Linked DNA regions of Mus musculus: region 1 is linked to region 2. A link is a contact called in public Hi-C data. All regions are on one chromosome and are shown on one strand. Each heading gives the region's core, a stretch centred on a gene start, on an enhancer-like site or on the middle of the called end of the contact. The rest is flanking DNA. Distances are from core to core; before and after follow the strand shown.

Region 1 (6,277 bases), core at 2,810-5,309, 340 kb after region 2:
GAGGCACTGTGCGGGGATTGAAATATCTCAATAAAGAAAACAGATAAAGATAAGTTATGAGTTTCTGTTTGTTTGGGGGGAAGTATTTTTAAGATCAAGTTAAGAATGCATTATCTAAACAATGTTAATATTTCCCTTGGAGGAACAAAGTCATTTCTTACCTAATTATCACTCTAGTTCCCTAAATAAAGATATTAAGCAGAGAATGCCTTGAATCATTAAGAACCACCCTGAGCACACACAGCTGCCATTAGCTGAGATCCACTCTTTAAATGGCCTTTCTTCCCTACACCAAATATGATTTTGTTTTAGAGAACACATGATAAGAGGACATTTACTTCAATCAAAGCTGAGGGAAATAGACCTTTAAAAACAAAGCCCCCGTTGTTCAAAGTTTGTTTTTTTGAAATATTCAAAGCTCAAAAGAAAAAAAAAGAAACCTTCATGAAGCAGAAAGCTTGTTTGACCTTTACTCCCTAACCGTGATAAAAACACGGGTTCTTTTGTAATAAGGCAGACACAGGCTACATTTCAAGATTTGTTATTTCTGTAATTCCATGTTGACAGGTTCAAACTGAGTTTTAAAATGTGATACTCGTTCCTACTAGTTCTAAGTTCTGAAGATAAAGAGCTGGTGTGTGCAGAACAGCTGGATCTAATTAGAATCCAAACTTCTGACTCCATTTGATCCAACTTCCCCATCTGTCTGGAGTCATTTCACCATAAATAGTGCAAGCTCTTAATTCCAGTCAATACCAGAAAACCCTGATAATCGCAGATCCTGTTATTCAGGGTCGCTGACATTTCTGTTGATCATCTTAGCATTTTACATGGGCTGACTCTGCAATTTAGAGTTTCCCCATCAATGACCAAGGAAGAGGGAAACAAGGATTTCGTGCTATGTAACTGTGTATTTGTTTTTAATGGGGATATCACCCAGTCTGCTAAGTGCTTGTTACCCGAGCATAAAGAACCCGGTCTTGAACACCAGATCCACGAAGAGCTGGGCATGTAGCATGTCTATGTAATGACAAGATTAGGAGGATCCTTGGCACTGATTATTCAACAAGTGTCAGGCCAATGAAAGACCTTGCCTTAAAGAAAAGGTGGGTAGAAACTGATGACTGACACTTGAGGTTGATCTCTGGCTTCTAAATACATTTGCACACACACCATCACATCAATGAGCTCATACACAAATCCTTAAAGTACTGAATTTAAGAGCACACTATTCTCTAGTTCTACCCATCCCTATCTTCATGTTTAATAGCTGTGTTTCATGCCTTGTATGGAGTGTGTATAACCCTCAACATGACTCTTTAAATAGTACATTGTAGTTTTAATAGGCAGATAGAATTAAGAATGTTACCCAGGGCCAGGCAGTGGTGGCACAGGCCTTTAATCCAGCACTTGGGAGACAGAGGCAAGCAGATTTCTGGGTTTGAGGCCAGCCAGGTATAAAGAGTGAGTTCCAGGACAGCAGAGAAACCCTGTCTCAAAAAGAAAAAGATCAAAAGCAAACACACAAACAACAAAAAGAGAATGTTACCCAGGTAAAATTCAGAGTCCTTTGTACCAAGCCAATTGATTTCAGAAGTGGAGACTGAGGGTCTTGGAAGAAGAAATTACCCAATTCCCAGCCAATGGTCAGACTGACTGGAGCAGGAAACTGCTGGGGGAAAAGCCTCTCCTGCCATGTATATAGGCTCACTTCTTAGGTCATGTAAGTTTGTTGTCCATCCTAGCAACCAGAGGGTGAAGAGAAAAAGATTATTTGCCCCAAAAAATTCCTATAAGCATTTTTAGAATCTATGGCCCTACACATCTATGTATAAGGCTTGGTACCTTGTTTACATGGATGCCATTTGTAGCCTGTTCACAGATCAACATTCTTTTTAGTGGCTAAACAGTGCTTTTTGTGTCTGTGTAAGTACTAGAATTTACAAGGCTATTTCATTGTGTGGGAAGTCACCTCCAATTTGCTTATACAAATCCATACCAACCTTATTCATCGCTCTTTGGCACACATCAGTCTACATCTGATTGGAATCTATGTGTCATCAGAGATATACTTTTAACCCTCATAACCTGAGTTGCAAAATTGTCTTCTGAAAATAATCCTGAGTAACCATAATAATTGTGCAAACCCTAATATAATTCATGACTCATTTTAACATGAAAGGTTGTTTTCTGTATTTACAAAACATTCTAGATATTATTTTCTAAGAATCTCATGTTTGATTAATAAAATATATCATTTTATTTTTATTTGCATCAATTAAAATGATACAGGATGTCTTTCACAGTTCTTGAACATGCATACATATAAATATGTATGTATGTGCTTATATAACAGTAGAAAGAGAGCATTTTTAATAACTGTTTATAATAACGGAATCTTGGTGTGGCTGAGATACACAGTAGCGAGTGCAAGAGAGAAAACAGAATATTTCCAAACCTGCTTATTTGATGATAAATAGGAAAAATCATGCTCATAGAATTATTAAAAACATGTGGGGGGGGGCTGTACACAGGCCTCAGTTTGTAGAATACTTGAGTAGCATATGCAAAACCCTGGGTCTGGCTCCCCAGTGCCAAGTACACATCGACCCTCACACTCAGAAGGTGGAGGAAGGAATGTCAGGAATTCAAGACCACCCTCAGGTAGATAGTGGGTCTGAAACCTGAGCTACACAAAACACCATGTGAAAACAAAACAAAACAGGGAAATGCCTGTGAAAATAGATAGTGGGATGCCCATGCATTTGTGCATTTCTGCATGTGCATCAGAAGTTTTCAGTGGAAATCCAGACACTGCTCCTGGGTTGGACAGTGAGACTGCGCAGTAGACACTGAGCCACAGAGTGCTCCGCTCCATCTTCTCCAGGCAGAGAAAGCAGAATTAGAAGGCAAGCCTCCAACTCCAGCTGAATGCTGAATGCTTGAAGCCTTTCAAGGTTGAGTAGACTCCATTGTCTCCTGGATGAATCACTTGCCTTCTCTGAAACTCAGTTTTGCCATCTTTAAAATGAGAGGACAGAGATGAATAAACAGAACTCTTTGCTCTCATAAAGAATATTGGGTTTCATATGCATAAAGTTTCATTCTCCAGTTATGTTTCTAGAACAGCACTGATCTTAATTTAAGGAAAACAAGATCTGTGTATCCCTGTATATGCAGCTTAAGGGAGTTGAACCACTTTCTTCTACCCTATAGTCAGGTGACTTAGAAACCAATCTTTTTTTTTTTTTTTTTTTTGCCTTAAATTGAATTTTCTGAACAAAACTATTTCTTGGCCAAGATGATTTATAAGATATTTTAGACCCTAAAGCATTCTAAGAAAGTCATAAACATCTGTGAATGGAGACAGTGCCAGCTGACTACATATTTCTTTATCTCAAGAAAAACCTGTGGGATATGTTAAATGCCATTTTTCATTGGAATGGAAAAGCCCTTCATTGTTTTTCCACATAGATATTAGAAGTGTGCATATATACCTTAATCTGTGAATATATGTGTGCTGCCACACATATGTATGGCTTATATTTTTAACTTAACTTGTTATAACTTATTTTTATGTAGATGTGTATAAATGCACACAAAGTGGGTTCATGTGAATGTAGAGGCCAGAGGTCAACCCCAGGCATCACTCCTCAGTAGCTGGCTTTCTTGTTTTTTGAGACAAGAGCTCCCATTGAGGTCTTGAGCTCAGCGCTTACTCTCAGGTGCTTACAGAAAGCCCCTTGGGAGCCTCCTATTCTGTCTTCTCAGCAGGGAGATTGGAAGGGCTGAGATCAGGCCTCCATTCCTGCAAAGCAAAAACTTTATAAAGGATCATTTTAGCTCATACTTTGCAGATAACATTTGAAGAAGCCATGGCATAAAAATCTGGTTTTGATTTTTAAAAGTGCATTCATTTTAGTGTGTGTGTGTGTGTGTGTGTGTGTGTGTGTGTGTGTGTGTGTGTGTGCTGTGCTGTGCTGTGCTGTGCTGTGCTGTGCTGTGCTGTGCTGTGCTGTGCTGTGCTGGCACATAAAGATCAGAGCACAACTTTAAGAGTCAGTTCTCTCCTGCCCCCTTGTGGGATGTAGAAATGGTACCTAGGTAGTCAGGCCTGTATGTAAGCACTTCTCTCCTTGGAGAAATGCAGGCAGCCCAACAGACTCATTTCCTACAAGTGCATCAGTGCACAACAGGGTGCTATGTGCTGGGTGTCCATACCACTCAGAGGCAGGTCATTTATGTTTATAGTCAAGATATGAACACTTTGTGCATTTAAGATGCCAATAAGGTTGGGTTCTATCTGACATTCAGGCCCTGTCTTTTGTTTCATTTGTTTCTGGAAACAGTGGCATTCATTGTAAAGAGACAATGAGGGGCACATTGCAGAGGACCTGAGGGAAATGGCAACAGGGCATTCTGTCTATCGGCCCAGGGCAAAGTCCTCAAGTGTAACCTGGGTGTTCACTGCATCCAGTTGACACATGAGGATGCTACTCCCTAGTGAAGATTCTATAATTTCAGGGCACTCTCACAGGATCAAACTTCTGGAACTCGCTCCCATAGCTAGGCTAATGGGCCATGGTTAGAAAAAGAAGACAGCTTTCAAAAGCTGAGCTAAGCAGCAGGGCACCTAACCGATTCTAAAGGCAGAAAATGACTCAGAAAGGAACTCTTTAGCATAGACTTCCAACAGGATAGAGCTCATGAAGAGCGTGAACTCAGTCAAAAGTAGCCTGTCCACAGAGGCTCACAGTGCAGACTTCTGTTATATACTATTTCCTTACACTAACATGACATGGTTGAAACCAACATATTCTGAAAGTAATAATTATTTCTGCTCATGATTGAACACCATAGCCATAACTAACTAGTGCCTCAATTAAATTAGCCACAGCCTGTTTCTATAATAATAATAACTATTATTATTAAGAACCCTTTAAATTAATAAATGAAATTATGTTGTAATAATACATGATAAATTTTATAATAATTATTACTAATAAAATATTAATGTATCAGTGGCCATGTTATAAGTTCAAAATCATTTCCCTTGTCTAGGAATTGCTTTCTTTGGCCACCATCTAAAGCTCTGGATTCATGTTGAAATGTCCCTGTCCTCTCCAGGATGCAGCTGTAGCCACATAAGCCATCTTGCTGGAGTTATCCCCTACCTCTGGTCAATGATAACAGATGTAAGAAAGATTCTCCAAATCCCTCTGTCACCATGTGTTCTGTCTTAGGTTATCTTGTTGCATTCTAGTGTAAGAGAGACAGAGTGACCAGCATCCTGATGTCTCACCTGAGGCCCATCTTACCTGGAGGATATCCATTAGTTCTGAGTACTTCTGGTGGATCTTCCTGAGTGATGAGTGTTGTGATCAATTTCCATGTGGAGTCTGTTGGGGGTTACCAGGGCTTCTCGTTTCTTGGAAGAGATGTTATGCCTGCCCAAAACCACCCATCCATCCAGACCAGAGAAAATGACACAGGAGAAAATTAAATTCTGCTAAGATTCACTGTCATCGTACACTATGCATATTCATTTATATGTGTGTTCATCTCTGTCTCTCTGTCTCTCTCTCTGTGTCTCTCTCTCTGTCTCTCTCACACACACACATACACACACCCACACCCACACATATGTATGTATATGCTTGAAATAACTAAGAGTACAGCAATAGTCAAAAATGTTGCCATAGCCATATATCCAGAAGATGTTCCAACTGGTAAGAAAGACACATGCTCCACTATGTTCATAGCAGCCTTATTTATAATAGCCAGAAACTGGAAAAAACCCAGATGCCCCTCAAGAGAGGAATGCATACAGAAAATGTGGTACATTTACACAATGGAGTACTACTCAGCTATTAAAAAGAATGAATTTATGAAATTCCTAGGCAAATAGATTGACCTGGAGGGCATCATCCTGAGTGAGGTAACCCAATCACAAAAGAACTCACATGATATGTACTCACTGATAAGTGGATATTAGCCCAGAAACTTAGAATATCCAAGATACAAGATACAAAGCACATGAAACTCAAGAAGAACGAAGACTAAAGTGTGGACACTTTGCCCCTTCTTAGAATTGGGAACAAAACACCCATGGAAGGAGTTACAGAGACAAGGTTTGGAGCTGAGACAAAAAGATGGACCATCTAGAGACTACCATATCCGGGGATCCATCCCATAATCAGCCGCCAAAGGCAGACACCATTGCATACACTAGCAAGATTTTATCGAAAGGACCCTGATAGAGCTGTCTCTTATGAGA
Region 2 (6,997 bases), core at 4,257-6,756:
CTCTGTCCTCTGCCCTGAGGTATTGGCAGTCTCCTGCTCCACACAGTGCAGGCATTTCCACCAACACCAAGCACTCTACCTTTATTCTCACCATCCCTTCTCTATCCTACATGAGGCATGCAACAATTTACACTTTTACTACTAGAATGTACCCGGAGAATCTCTGCCTCGTAAAGGAAAAAGGTCAGTGTCTCACAGAGGAAATCAAGGGCATCCTTGCTAGGCACAATGTCACCTTTATGCTTTGACTACATAAGAGGTACAAGATGGAAAAATATGTCTTTAAACTATGTATTTCAGGTGACGTGACAAGAAAGAAAGAAAAGAAAGAAGGTAGGAAGGGAAGAAAGAGAGAGAGAGAGAGAAAGAAAGAAAGAAAGAAAGAAAGAAAGAAAGAAAGGAAGAAAGAAAGAAAGAAAAGAAAAGAAAGAAGGTAGGAAGGGAAGAAAGAGAGAGACAGAAAGAAAGAAAGAAAGAAAGAAAGAAAGAAAGAAAGAAAGAAAGAAAGAAAGAAAGGAAGGAAGGAAGGAAGGAAAAGAAAAGCAAGCAAAGAAGGAAAGGGAAAACTTTTAGAAGGCATGAGATGAGGTAGAACATTTGTAAAGCTGAAAACCTTAAAGACTTTAATCAAGAGTGTGAGTACTGCTGATGTAAACTGTAGCAACCATGTGTGGAAGCAAACAAACATTTGTGTGAGAACTGAAAGCCTGAAGAGAAAAGCCAGGACAGATTACTAAGATGTTAGGAACAAGAGTCAACTCATTCCAAGTGTAAAGAGATGTGGGCCCAAAGCTAAATTGGCATATTAAAGAATATACAAATTATTTTGTGGATAATTTAACTTTTAGATTAAATTTGAAATACCCTATCTGTGGGAAAATTCATCATTTGAAGCATGTTTTTCTTCTATAAGTGGCAGTTAAGTGTCATTGGGATCTGGTACCAGGAATATAGGGCTTACATATGGAGAAATACAAACAGAATCCAATTTACTATGTAATGTCCAGACAGTGATAGACCCCTTCTGCTAGTGTCTGCCTTTCATCCACAGTCTTTAGTAGAGAAATATTATATAAAAGATTGTAAGATTGCTATCTTGGAGATGGTTTCCTGTCATAACACGAGCTGGATTTCATTCTTGACCAAATTTATACTGCTATTTTAACAGCTTCCACCATGAAGATTCTCTTTCATAATCATCACAAGTTATACAGCAAGAACATTTTGCTAAAGCATTCTTTTTATTGTCTGAAAGTCCTTGCATATATGTGCATGAATGAGCACACACACTCCTATATACACTGGCACATAAGTCATACACACATACATATACACAGACACACACAAACAGCCACACACAGGCACACACACTCACAAATGTGTTTACTCACACAGGGACACACACTTAGACACATACAGAAGCACACACTCACATGTACATACATACAAAGGCACATATGGCCACACAGAGACACAAAGGCACACACTGGTACACACACACATACACAGGCATACAGGCACTCACACACTCACATACACAGGCACACACACAGATACACACACAAGCACACACAGAGACTCACAAGCTCACATATATAGGCACACACACAAAGAGAGGCATACATACACTCAAATAGAGAGGCACGCACAGGCACACACATACAGATATATACATAAGCATACATAGGCTCACATATATAGGCACACACATACTCACATACATGTGCATGCATGTGCATAGCACACATATGCAAGCTGGCGTGTGCACGTGTTCGCGTGCGCGCACGCGCACGCGTGTGCACACACACACACACACACACACACACACACACACTCACAGTCACTCAATTTCCTTCCTTTCAGAATGTTCCTAGCTGATGGCCCTTTTCTCTGACTTCTTGTCAGGGCTCTTACTGCACGGCCTGACTGCTGAGGGTTGCAGCAGGCTGACAGGTTCATCATAATCAGAATCTATTCCATTTCCATCTCATACTCAGGGTCTATTGTCACCAATTCACTCAAGAAAGTGTTTTTATTTAAGTGGAGCTTAAGTACTGGCTGCTCTGCGCTGAGTGAATGCTGAGGACAGTTCTCTCCTGTGATCCTGGCTCTTGTCATTATTCTGCAGACTCGTCAGGGACTCCCTTCCTCTCCTGTGACAAGTGTTTATCTGGCTAGCATTACCCCAGCATTTTGCAAGCTCCGATGTGGGACTTAGGTGATGGCTATGACAAAGTCTTTGTAATCAGGGTCTTCTGCTGCATTTGAAGCTTGAAATCACACGTAATATAATAGAGACACATAATGTAATAGAATATAATTCTCAGTAACTTTAAATAGTATGTTACACAGATATTTAGATCAGTTTTTATATTATTTTTCAGATTTGAAATTATTGAAGGTTTAGAGCATCTCTCTATGTCTTCTTCTCAGCTGCACAGAAGGCATAAATACCGCTTTGTACATCTGTATGCACCGAGACCTGCCCCTTTTCACATTGGAATGTGTGGGGAATTCTCTTTTTTAATGAATGCATAATATCTATCTTGTATCTGATGATAAACATTTCTTACATACTTTGGAAATACCAGTGTCATCAGTTTTAGTAAAAGCTGAATAAATATTAGGCCTTGCAGTCATCAGAGGATTATGGATGTGAGTGAAGCTGCAGACCCATCTGTGCCCTGCACATCATCGTTATTTCTGTTTACCCACAGGACTTCCTTGAGCATAGACTCCCCTTACGGGACTGCTCAGCCACTGTCTTACCTGCTCCACACCCGTCCGGCTTGCAGAGTCACAGCCCCACAGTCTTCCTTACCATCTTGATCACAGTGTTGAGCTGTGTCAGGGAAGATGAAGCTTGCCAGTTTCTTCTCTCCAGTGCTCAGTGTGTTCTTACTGTAGATGCAAGGTAGATTAATGCTGGATCATTACAGTCTGGAGAATCATAATTGTTCATGTTATTTCTTCCCGTGTGAGACTTCTGATGGCTGTTTTCCTGCTGTGCTTTTTATTTCTGCTGGAGAGTCTTGTCTGGACTTCTGAGCAGTGGCATGCCTTATACCATCTGGTACCTTGTTTACCTCATGGCTTCCAGTCTCAGAAATGTACAGGCCTATGAGCTATTCTTGCTTCAGGAAGTTTCCACAGACTAAAGTTCACCTTCCTCCGTAGTGTAGTGTTTATTATGTTTGCCTCACACACTAACGGTCCCCAATTAAAAATTGGGTGGAAACAATGAAGCTTGCTTCTTTTGGAGACTGGAGAGATGGCTCAATGGTTAAGAGCACTGACTGCTCTCCTGAAGTTCCAGAGTTCAAATCCCAGCAACCACATGGTGGCTCACAACCAGCTGTAATGAGATCTGAAGCCCTCTTCTGGTGCATCTGAAGACAGCTACAGTGTACCTTCCTTCATATCAAGCACTTGTTATGGTATCATTTACCAGCCTCTCAGTAAGTCCTGTGCCAGGTGCACACCACAGGGTTTGTTTTCTCCATTTTTCCCTCTGTGTCCCATTGGTACCCTGACTCATTCTCTACAGTCCATTGAAGCTGGCCATTTCCAAGTATCACCTCAAGATGGTTCCATTGATCTTCTTTTCTTGTTACCCTTTTAGGGAGAAGTTTCTCTAACTTCTCTTTATGTATTTAGTTTTAACTTCTCTACTTATTTTACAGGAGTTATCATAGACTGATATGGAAGTTAGACACAAGTGATCTCTCTGTTAGTCAGCAAGCCCCCATGCCCTGGACCACACATTTATCAAGCAGCAGTCTTGGCACCGGAAAATGGAGTCCTGTATAAAGTGTGTGTTTAACAACTCCAATGAAGTTGAGGTAGAGGCTCCATCCCCTGCACTTCAACCAAACAGAAAGAAAACCATTGTATATCTTTCACTTTGTGTTTAGAAGGCAGTGGAGATCCCCCAGTGTCTTGCTTTCAGACATCTGGCAGTGCCTACCAGGAAAGCATTATTTTAAAAGGTCTTAAGTTTCCAGAACCCTAGGTTGTTCCCTCCCATCTTTGCCCTTGCTATTTTGTGACCAGGAACAGTTTTCCTATTGTAACCTTGTGTGAAAGACGTTTAGAAACAATGTATCTTCCTGTTGGTCCAAGCATAGTATCTGGGCTGAGTGCAGACTTGCTCTGTAGCCCCTGACCTTGTCAGTTACTCTGAGGCAGCAGGCTTTAATGAAACGGACTTGAGCTTTGCTTGGAAAGGACCTCGTGAACCTATATGCGGGATGTATATTCATTAGTGAGTCCTTCTCTGTTGATATTTGCTGTGCTAGACTCAGCTGCATTAATCCACAGTTAGATGATTATGACTGCACTGAAGCAGATGTCAATCACTGGAGTCTGATCTGAATCATGAGCCAGGTAAGGTCATCCCACCAGTGTGTGAGGCGCTTGCTCCTGCCCTCACAGGGAACGCTGGAAGTTGTGGGGGCCAATGAGACAAAAGGAACTTCACAGCAGAAGATTTCTGATATACTTGGGGTACCGTTTGCTTAAATGTATGTCAAACAACTTAAACCTGGCTACTAACTACCAGACTCCTTTATTAAACTTAGTGTATATGGCTATAGAATATAGAAAACGATCAATACGATCAATATTGACTAATGATGGAAAATATGATGAGGAACCAAATACGTGGCTGTGACATTGTGAGGCAGCCAGAACACAGGTGACAACAGTTAATTATGTAGCACCCACGGAATAAATGAAATTAGTGACCTTGTGAACCTATATACTGGATGTACATTTACTAGAGAGTCCGTCTCTGTTGATATTTGCTTTGCTAGGCTAAATTAACAAGGAGAAAATTCTTGCCACACACAGTGGAACTACTTCTAGATGTTCCCATGGTACAGAGGGGGGCAGTCTGACCCAAATTCAGGAAAGGGTTGATTTAAATTATTTTATTCTATTGTTTTTTCCCCCTCTGGTGTTGGTCAAAAACAAACAGGCCCAGCAGATGAGACCCACTGTGCAGTTAGAGAAGAGATGGAAAGGCCAGAGTTTTCCAAGGAGCAGGCAGAGCACAGTGGGGTGTGCAGGGTATGGAGGCGCTGGCTCTGCTCTGCGGGTGTTTATGTTCATCTGCTAGGGAACCCATTACCAGGTGTGTGACTCATGCACAGTTCCTCCTTTGGGAAATGACAATAACAATGCTATTGATTTTCTGATGAGACTGTAAACAGTAAATGAGAAAGCTACAAAATAGCTTGTTAGCAGTGGCCAGGATTTTAACAGCACTGAATAAAATATGACTATTATTCTTTTTAAGCATTGTCTTAAAATGTCTTTACATTTTTCTGTAACAAATATCTCTTTCTACTTCTATTTACAATCTGCATATTCAGTCTTTATTTTATTTTTAAGATTTTTAAAATTAAAAGGCAGGTGGTAGAGAGGGGACTTAAGGTAAAGGACTAATGCCACCTGACTTACAGTGTGGGCCAAGCCCGGGTGAGCACTGCTCTGCCCAGAGGAGGGCAGCAAGGCTGTAACTGGTAGACAGATGGTGTCTATGGCTGCAGTGACTCCTGCAGGAGGCAGGGATGTGAGCAATGGGTTTTGTGGCTGCCACTGAAAGCACCAAGCTCAGTAACATCCTATATAAGTACAAATAATATAGCTCTAGTTAAAGGTTTTGATTTTACTGTTTTGTTCAGCTTCCTATTGTCTTTCTATTATTATATTCATTTTTGACACCATTATGGTACAGAAATAAAAATAACAAAAAGTCACATTGATTACCGTGTTATTGTTCAATTTATGTATGGCTTTATCTTCTGGTATTGAGTTCTAAAATGAGTTTTCAGTATAGAAATGCCTAGGTCTTTGTCCTTAAATATTATAATGCCACAATCGAAACATACTTTAAAACCTGATTTTAAATTTTCATGTTTTTACTTTGTGTTGTTTTAATAGTGACTTAAATATATGTTTTCCTAACATAGCCTAGGTGGGCACAGGGCCATATGAACAGTTGTGAAATTCACAAATATTAAACACATATTAAGATTTCTCCTGATTTTTCTATGGGCATTTGAACTGTAAAGCTAAGTGTATAAAGAAGTTACACAAGCCGTGGAAGCATCTATCAGGGAAGACAGATTGCAGGAGACAGGGCTTTCTTCACAGCTTCTCCTGACCATGTTCACGAAACCTCACAGCAGTTAGAAATCATGAGTAGTTGGCTTGCTGTGAATCACACCACTCTGGAACCCTGAAGAACAAGGGTTGAATCTGATACTTTAAAATTCTCTACTGTAATGTGGTTCCTTCCACTCAAAGGCATTTCTAAGTATGTGTGATTTTTGAAGCTCATGGGGCACAGTGATAAGGGGAGAATTATGCTACTCATGATGCCACAGGCTCACTGTCATGTGACCTTTCACGAGGTATTTTGCCTTCTGGCTTTGTCTTTGCTCGTGGGTAAAAATGGAGATTGCAATGGAGCTGAGGTTTGTGAAGAAGTATCAACAAATTACCCAGTACACACTGAGTTCATGATCATGTTGGGCCCTCCTGTGATTATTGTTTTTAATTGAATGCTGAGACTGAGGCAAGTCGCGTCTTCCTGGTCTGTCAGTGGGTCTCTACCCTGTTCATCCATCCTTACTTCAGCTTTATATTTCAATGGAAAACCTCTGGCATTGTGGAGCCATGAGCGCTTGGGTTTGAGGTCCATGTCTGCTTATGGCCTGAGTTTAAGCAAATGCTACAGCTTTTCTAAGACTGGGGTTCTCTTGGAATTACAGAAGTGGTGTGCAGCTCAGTGAGGTGATGGGTGTGAACAGATCTAGATCCTGGTAATTTGTGAAAATTGTTGGTAAAATGTAACTCACCTGATTTCTTAGTTTTGTTCTACAGTAAGGCCCAGTATGGTAAATATCTATACTGACTTTTCCAAAGGCCTTTTCAGCTATGTAAAATGCAACCTTCTAGCATTCAGATTCCTGATCCGCAAGTGCAATTC

Evidence for each region. A called contact is a pair of places that touch in the nucleus more often than the background predicts.
Region 1: a contact with region 2 is called in a Hi-C map of cerebellum, with 3 times the contacts expected there. The contact joins two enhancer-like sites. A contact is called at or near these places in 11 of 484 Hi-C or Micro-C datasets (Sertoli cells, brain, cerebellar granule neurons and 7 more).

The regions. Positions count from the first base shown.
Region 1 is chr3:157,105,467-157,111,743 of GRCm38.p6, forward strand. The region is part of intron 4 of Negr1 (neuronal growth regulator 1); the gene reads left to right. Among named protein-coding and RNA genes, the nearest start is that of Gm24373, 100 kb to the right of the region's middle. Within about 2 kb of position 4,060, at least 21 of the 459 cell types and tissues checked have an H3K27ac peak or open chromatin away from gene starts, as enhancers often do. A contact at or near this core is called in cerebellum, cerebral cortex and rod photoreceptor, where this site is marked.
Region 2 is chr3:156,766,740-156,773,736 of GRCm38.p6, forward strand. The region is part of intron 1 of Negr1 (neuronal growth regulator 1); the gene reads left to right. Among named protein-coding and RNA genes, the nearest start is that of Negr1, 210 kb to the left of the region's middle. Within about 2 kb of position 5,507, at least 10 of the 459 cell types and tissues checked have an H3K27ac peak or open chromatin away from gene starts, as enhancers often do. A contact at or near this core is called in cerebellum, cerebral cortex and rod photoreceptor, where this site is marked.